Regions from separate parts of the Mus musculus genome. Here region 1 is linked to region 2. Evidence: chromatin contacts called from public promoter capture Hi-C data. All regions are on one chromosome and are shown on one strand. Each heading gives the region's core, a stretch centred on a gene start, on an enhancer-like site or on the middle of the called end of the contact. The rest is flanking DNA. Distances are from core to core; before and after follow the strand shown. Region 1 overlaps Syne1 (spectrin repeat containing, nuclear envelope 1). Region 2 overlaps Rmnd1 (required for meiotic nuclear division 1 homolog).

Evidence for each region. Capture Hi-C pulls out chosen DNA fragments and counts their contacts.
Region 1: a promoter capture Hi-C map of adipose tissue shows a contact between it and region 2. The contact joins two enhancer-like sites. A contact is called at or near these places in 3 of 15 datasets of contacts at CTCF or cohesin (the NIH/3T3 cell line, large pre-B cells and pro-B cells), 2 of 484 Hi-C or Micro-C datasets (bone marrow-derived macrophages and embryonic stem cells), 5 of 115 datasets of contacts at active chromatin or transcription factors (the 230-238 cell line, bone marrow-derived macrophages, embryonic fibroblasts and 2 more) and 2 of 9 other capture datasets (adipose tissue and macrophages).

What each region holds. Positions count from the first base shown.
Region 1 is chr10:5,183,711-5,186,963 of GRCm38.p6, forward strand. Syne1 (spectrin repeat containing, nuclear envelope 1) reads right to left here. Exons shown (of 146, transcript NM_001347711.1): 93 at 2,043-2,210; 94 at 1,686-1,847. Among named protein-coding and RNA genes, the nearest start is that of Gm51757, 140 kb to the right of the region's middle. Within about 2 kb of position 1,666, at least 34 of the 459 cell types and tissues checked have an H3K27ac peak or open chromatin away from gene starts, as enhancers often do. A contact at or near this core is called in adipose tissue, where this site is marked.
Region 2 is chr10:4,404,281-4,407,232 of GRCm38.p6, forward strand. The region is part of intron 11 of Rmnd1 (required for meiotic nuclear division 1 homolog); the gene reads right to left. Among named protein-coding and RNA genes, the nearest start is that of Zbtb2, 18 kb to the left of the region's middle. Within about 2 kb of position 1,426, at least 34 of the 459 cell types and tissues checked have an H3K27ac peak or open chromatin away from gene starts, as enhancers often do. A contact at or near this core is called in adipose tissue, where this site is marked.

The sequences.
Region 1 (3,253 bases), core at 416-2,915, 780 kb after region 2:
AAGGTCTAAAATAGGTCTATCCTGTGTATTTAACACCTACCCTAAGAAGTTACAAGAGTTTCAAAAGCCTGAAACCACTATTTCTCAATATGCCATCTTTAGATGGAATGTGTACATTTTTATCTTAAAGTGAAAGGCGGTGTATTGCAAAAGAAAGCGCTCGTACTGGACAGCACACCATGAAGTCCACGTTTATAGTAGAGTCCAAATGGAGTGTAGAGCGGTAGTGTGTGTGTGTGTGTGTGTGTGTGTGTGTGTGTGTGTGCGCGCGTGAATCACAGCTCTATAGCCTCGTTTCTAAAGCTGATAAGCTGTGCTGTCTCTAACAGACATGTCTGTCACTTTGCGCTTTTATCTCTCTCTTAAGATTCATATTTTATTGTTTATATATGTGTACATGTGTTTCTGTGTAAGTGCCACGTGTGTGGGGTTGTCTGAAGAGGCCAGAAGAGGGCATCTGATCCTCTGGAGCAAGAGATTTGAATAGCCATGAATCTCTCAGAGGGGTGCTGGGAAGCAGGAAGTGCTCTTACCCACTGAGCCGCCTCTCCAGCTCCTGCTCTGTTCTGTGATGGTCCCCTAAGTGGGTCTAGTTGCACTGGACTGCTCTTTCATTTCCTGTGTGCTAGAATTATTGATGTGTACTGAACACCTGGCTTTTTTTGTTCAGTTACATGTAATTACTTTTATGTCTAGGACTGTTTGGTCCATGTGTGTGTGTGTGTGTATGTATATATGTATGTATACACACATACATATGCACCACTTGTGTGTCTGATAGCCTAGAGGTCAGAAGATCATATCAGATCCCTGATACTAGAGTTATACGTGGTTGTGAACCACCAGGAGGGTGCTAGGAACTGAACCTGGATTCTAGGCAAAAAGCACCATGCATCAATCTATGGGGCCTATAGGTCAATTAACAACTAAAAACATCTTTCTTGCCCTCTGCTTTTGGGGGGGGGGGACTGTCATATGCTGCTGGGTCCTAATTAGCATTGTGCAGTACTTTCCTATGTCGTGTGGACTCAGCACCCAGACTAAAGCAGGTCTCCACATCCTTAGACCTCAGTTTTGCCACATAAGTGACATTAAAGCACTGAGTAGGTCTCACTGGCAGTGCCCACTCGCCATGTGTGATTTTAGCATACATTTTAAGCTGTTGCCTTTTGGGTAGCATCTTTCTAAATTAGATTTATGGAATCAGCTCTTTCTTCACATAGATCTTGACTCTTTCTCTAACTTGCATAAGCTTTGAAAAATGACTGGAGTCAGAGCAACACAAGATGAAAACTTAGAACTCTTTCCCACTGAAATCTGGGGAGCATTCCCTGATGAGGCCAATTTGGGATATAAATTTCATATTTGTTCTTACAACAAAGGCTCATAACTAAACAAAATCAATCTGGCAACTAGAAGAAAAGACAGCTAGTATCAGAAAAATCCCCAAGCAACACCAACGCATGTAGTTTTCTAAAATTAGAATCCAGGTCTGATTTCCTCTGTTTCCTTCTTAGACCCCACCCACCCTGAAGGAGTGGTGGCAACTCCCACCTTTTGGAATCTTGCTCACTCCAACAAGAACTGCTGCCCTGTTCTCCCCACGAGGAGCCTGACAGGCCAGCTACAGTGTACTCTGAATCCATCTCGCAGGAAGCTGAAGTCATTGAGATTGCTATTTTTACCTGGTGCTCAGCCATCTGGCTCTCTGGACTCCGGCTGGGCTCGAGGCTCTCACCTAGCTTCATCTCCATGGCCTCCATTTTAGTCGAGATGGATTGGAGAGAGTCTTGGTACTTCTGCTGGCGTTCCAAAACTTCGTAGAGAGTCCGCTGTTTCTCACTGATCTGAACAAGAAAAGAGACCTTACCAACAGCTTCCTGCTTCTTATCTTGCAGGTTGTGACATTTCTTTCCTCACAGCTTTACTCAAGGGCATCTGACTGTCTCCTAGATGTGTAACTCTGCGTGCATTTCATAAGATGATACTGAAAGCGATGGATGTCTGAGGAGCTTGAACAGTTCAACGCTTTAAAGACTTACCACGTTTTTTAAGGTTTCCCAGGAACGTTGTAAGTCACCCAGCTTGGCAGTCGCTGAAGGCTCCAGTCCTGGCTCATACAACTCTTGGGATACAGCAGCACTGGGGGGAATTCTTGCAGCATCTGTCTGCAACCCCTCGGCTGACAGAGCTTGGTAGTACGCAATGTCCTGGGTGGAGAGTAGAGTGTCAGAGTGAAGGAAAGGCAAGTTCAGTGCGCTTAGGAAACTATTCTTAATGCAGTGGAAAGGCTTAAGATTTACATTCATTGTTGGTGCCGTGAAAATAACATTTAAAAATAATGCTTGAAAATAACATTTAAAAATAAAGAATTTAAAAGATAACAAGTGCATTATAATTGCTTTAGCAATCTCATAAATATGAAAAAATGTATATCAACATTTCACATTGCCAAAGTACCTTCTTGTTTTATATTTGGTAAAATGGTAATGCAAACTATTCATGCAGTAGCCCCTATTTAACAGGTTTATTTCTATTTAATCAGTTACACTTCTATTTAACCAGCACACCCATATTTAACTAGTGTGTCTCTAGTTAACATCTAACTATCTAGTACACTTCTATTTAACAAACACACCTCTAATTTACCAGCACATCTCCACTTAGCCAAAATATCTATATTTAACTAGTACATCTTTACTCTATCTGGATATCTGTAATTAGCCAGCATACCTCTATTTAACTAGCACTGCTCAAATAACCAATGCATCTCTAATTAACCAGTATACTCTATTTAACCAGTACATTTTAATTAATTGGGCACCTCTATTTAGCTAGTACACCTCGAATTAACTACTATGCCTATATTAAACCAATATAGAAAAGGGGTGGGCTCTACCTGATCTAGTTCCCAAAATGGAGTTCACAACATTGGTTAACATTCTGAATAAGTATTGAAAGGGTTTTTTTGTTGTTTATATGTGTGTTTGTGTGTTTGTTTTAAAGATAAATGTACGAGAAGGCAGGAGGATTGGGAGGAGTCCAAGGATACGCTCAGGTACATACCAAGTTTGAAGCTAGCCTGGGCTAGAGGAGACTGTCTCAAAAATGAATCAATCTAGAACTATTAATTTTGTAAATGAGGCCATATTTTACTATTTGTGAGTGAATTATTCACACAAAAATATAATTACTTCAAATATTAAATGGTACAAAAATCTAAGAAACTAATAATTTTAAAAGATCAGTCTAG
Region 2 (2,952 bases), core at 176-2,675:
TCCTGGAACTCAGAAATCTGCCTGCCTCTGCCTCCTGAGTGCTGGGATTAAAGGCGTGCGCCACCATACCCAGCCCCGATCTGTTCTTTTGAGAGAGTTTCTCTGTACAGCCCTGGCTTCCCTGGAGCTCCCTCTGTATACCAGGCTGGACTCAAACTTTGCCTGCCTCCTGAGTGCTGGGATTAAAGGCGTGCAGCACCACTGCCCGGCAGATGCTGGGATCTTAACTCTGTACAGGACACACTCCTAATCAAGCCATCTCCGCACCCGCTTATTTTGAGATGGGGTCTCATGTAACCTAGGGTGGCCTTAAGTCTTCTTGCTACCACCTCCAGGAATGCTGGTATTCCATGGGCCACCACATGAAATCAGTGCTGGCTACTGAACTTGAGGCTTCATGCTTGATGGCAAACTAAACTACCAGGTCAGTTTTATTTCTTGGTCCCTTTGTATTGCAGTTTAAAAAGAAACCCTGCATACTAATCCATGACTGATGGATGTTTAAGAAATAGCATTTTGTTACGGGAACAAGAAACTTTATTAAGCATGACAAAGACTGATTTGGCACTTTTCCTCTCTCTCTTTTCTCTATGCTCATACCCTTTCTCTCTTTCTCTGTCCCCCATCCCTCCCAATGGCAACTCCTCCTGGCCTCAATTCCCAATAAACCTGCCTTTAATATGATCTTAAAAAAAAAAAAAAAAAAAAAAAAAGACTGATTTGGCACAGGGGCTAAGCTAATAAGGCTTTTTACTCAAACATGTAGTACCTGTAACAGAAACTCACCACTAGATGGCACCATCACTAGCTGAACTGGCAAAGGTTCTCGGTTATGACGCCTTGGATAAGCTGGAGTGGGGTATGGATGGGAGTTGCACCAAATAGCATCTGACTTTAAACCTGGATGTGAGTGTAGCTATCTACCTTCTTAGAACCTGTGCACTTCTGAAAGCTGTAAAGTCGGAACATTTATAGTTAGTGAGTGCAGGTTTGGCCAGTATGAGCAGCAGTCTAGGCAGGGATTCCATGGTGTAGCATCCAGATTTCCAGTATGTAGCATCATAGCAGGTCATATTCAGGGTTTGGCACAGAGCATTTAACTGCTTTACCAATTAGGGTCAACACACAGAACACAGCGGTTGATAGAATCACATTGTAGCTTCTAACCTATAAATGTCAGGGTGGCACTGCGGTCCTTTGTGGTCTTTGTCCACTGCTTAGTCTTGGCCTCTGGTGTGCTCATCTTTTAAGATCCTCTCTCCATTTCAACTGTACACAGCACAGAGAGCATGCTCCTCCCCAACTTTACTGCTTTAACAGCAATCTGTGCAGTGTTCCTGTAACAACGTTAAAGACTCCTGGGGCCTCGAGAGAGCTCAGCGGTAGGAGTGTGACTGCTCCTGCAGAGGACACCCAGGCTGCTCCCCAGAACTCCTATCAGCAGTTCACAGCTGCCTGTGACTCCGCACAGACACACATAAGACAGATAAGGAGCATTCCTGGAGGTGAATATTGTGAAATCTCAGTCCTGGAGCAAAGGCAGGCGGCAGATTTCAGAATCTAGAGCCAGCATGATCTACATAGCAAGTTCTTGGCCAGCCAGAGCTACACTGACCCCATCTTGAAACAAGAAGTCCCTTGATGATTAAACTTAAGTTTTCTTTAGTTCAAAGCTGGATTAGCCTAAGCCAAAGCAGTTTCAGACTCAGGAGACTAACTGCTGGTTTAGTGGATACCTAAGAATGTCAGTACAGAGAGCCTGAGATCACTTGGAGACCCAGGAAGGGAAATGCAGCTAGATGAATCCAGTAAGAATTTCCAAGGAAAGGGAGAGCAGAGGTCAGGAAACGTGGTGGTGGTGCAGGCAGCAGTGTACAGCCCTGAGCTCACGGCTAGATCCTGACCAATTCATTAAGCTTACGTGGGAACAGGCCAATTCTAAGAGGGGGAGCTGCCTACATCTTGGTGGCAGTCATACTCCATCTCATTGTAATGACTATTATAACAAAGCACACCAAGAGACATCAAAGGGGAAACTAGAATACTTCAGTATGGCTGCACCTAGAAGCTTGTCACAAGGGGCTTTATTTTCAGAAGTGGAGACAGCATTTGCATCGCATGCGCCTATTCTAAGCATCCTAGTCTGAGAGACCTCACGGAACCACTTCCTCCCGCACAGCTCACTAACCCCTCCGCAACACGCTACTCGCCTGCCAGCCACTCCATACTTAGGGAATCAACATCCTTTTGAGACCGGGTCTCATGGAACCCAGGCTGGCTTCTAACTCACTCTGTAGCCAGGGTCTTATGCGGATATGTAGGTCAGTGTTTATGAAGTAGGCTGCTAAAAAGTCAGCAGGCCTCCCGACTTGTTTTAAACAGAACACAGCAAAAAGGATGAGTTGCCTGGGCCTGTAAATAGGCAGTGAGACACTGCCTCATGTGTTCTCTAGCACTGCCTTACCGTGTACACAATGGTTAGTAGGTGCCCTGTGCAGAAGCGTCTGTGGTAAGGAGCTGAAACCTTAGTGTATGAGCCGCCATGTGAAAAGGCAGGAAGCCGGTCCTTCCCAGGCAGGCAGGCCGCAACTGCTTGCAGCTCTATGAGAGGCCCTGGCCCAGGAAACTAGGACAAAGCTGCTGTCAGCTGCTAGTTTTAGGGAAACTGTACGGCAGTTAGCTGATGCCAGTGCTGGAGAGGCCTCATTGACACACAACTCTGGTCTCTCCCTCACATCTTCATCTTCAGCCTGTGTACTCTCCAATCAGGAAAGCCATACTTGTTTCATCTGTCCAGACAACCTGGATTAGCAAATGTCTCAGACATCTGGAATATGGAACTACTACAGAGGAAGACTGAAGTTACCCTCTAGTGTCTATAAGGCATGTGCACATCTACATGTATATATACAATGAACACAAGCAAGTATCACACCACATGTAACATGCAAA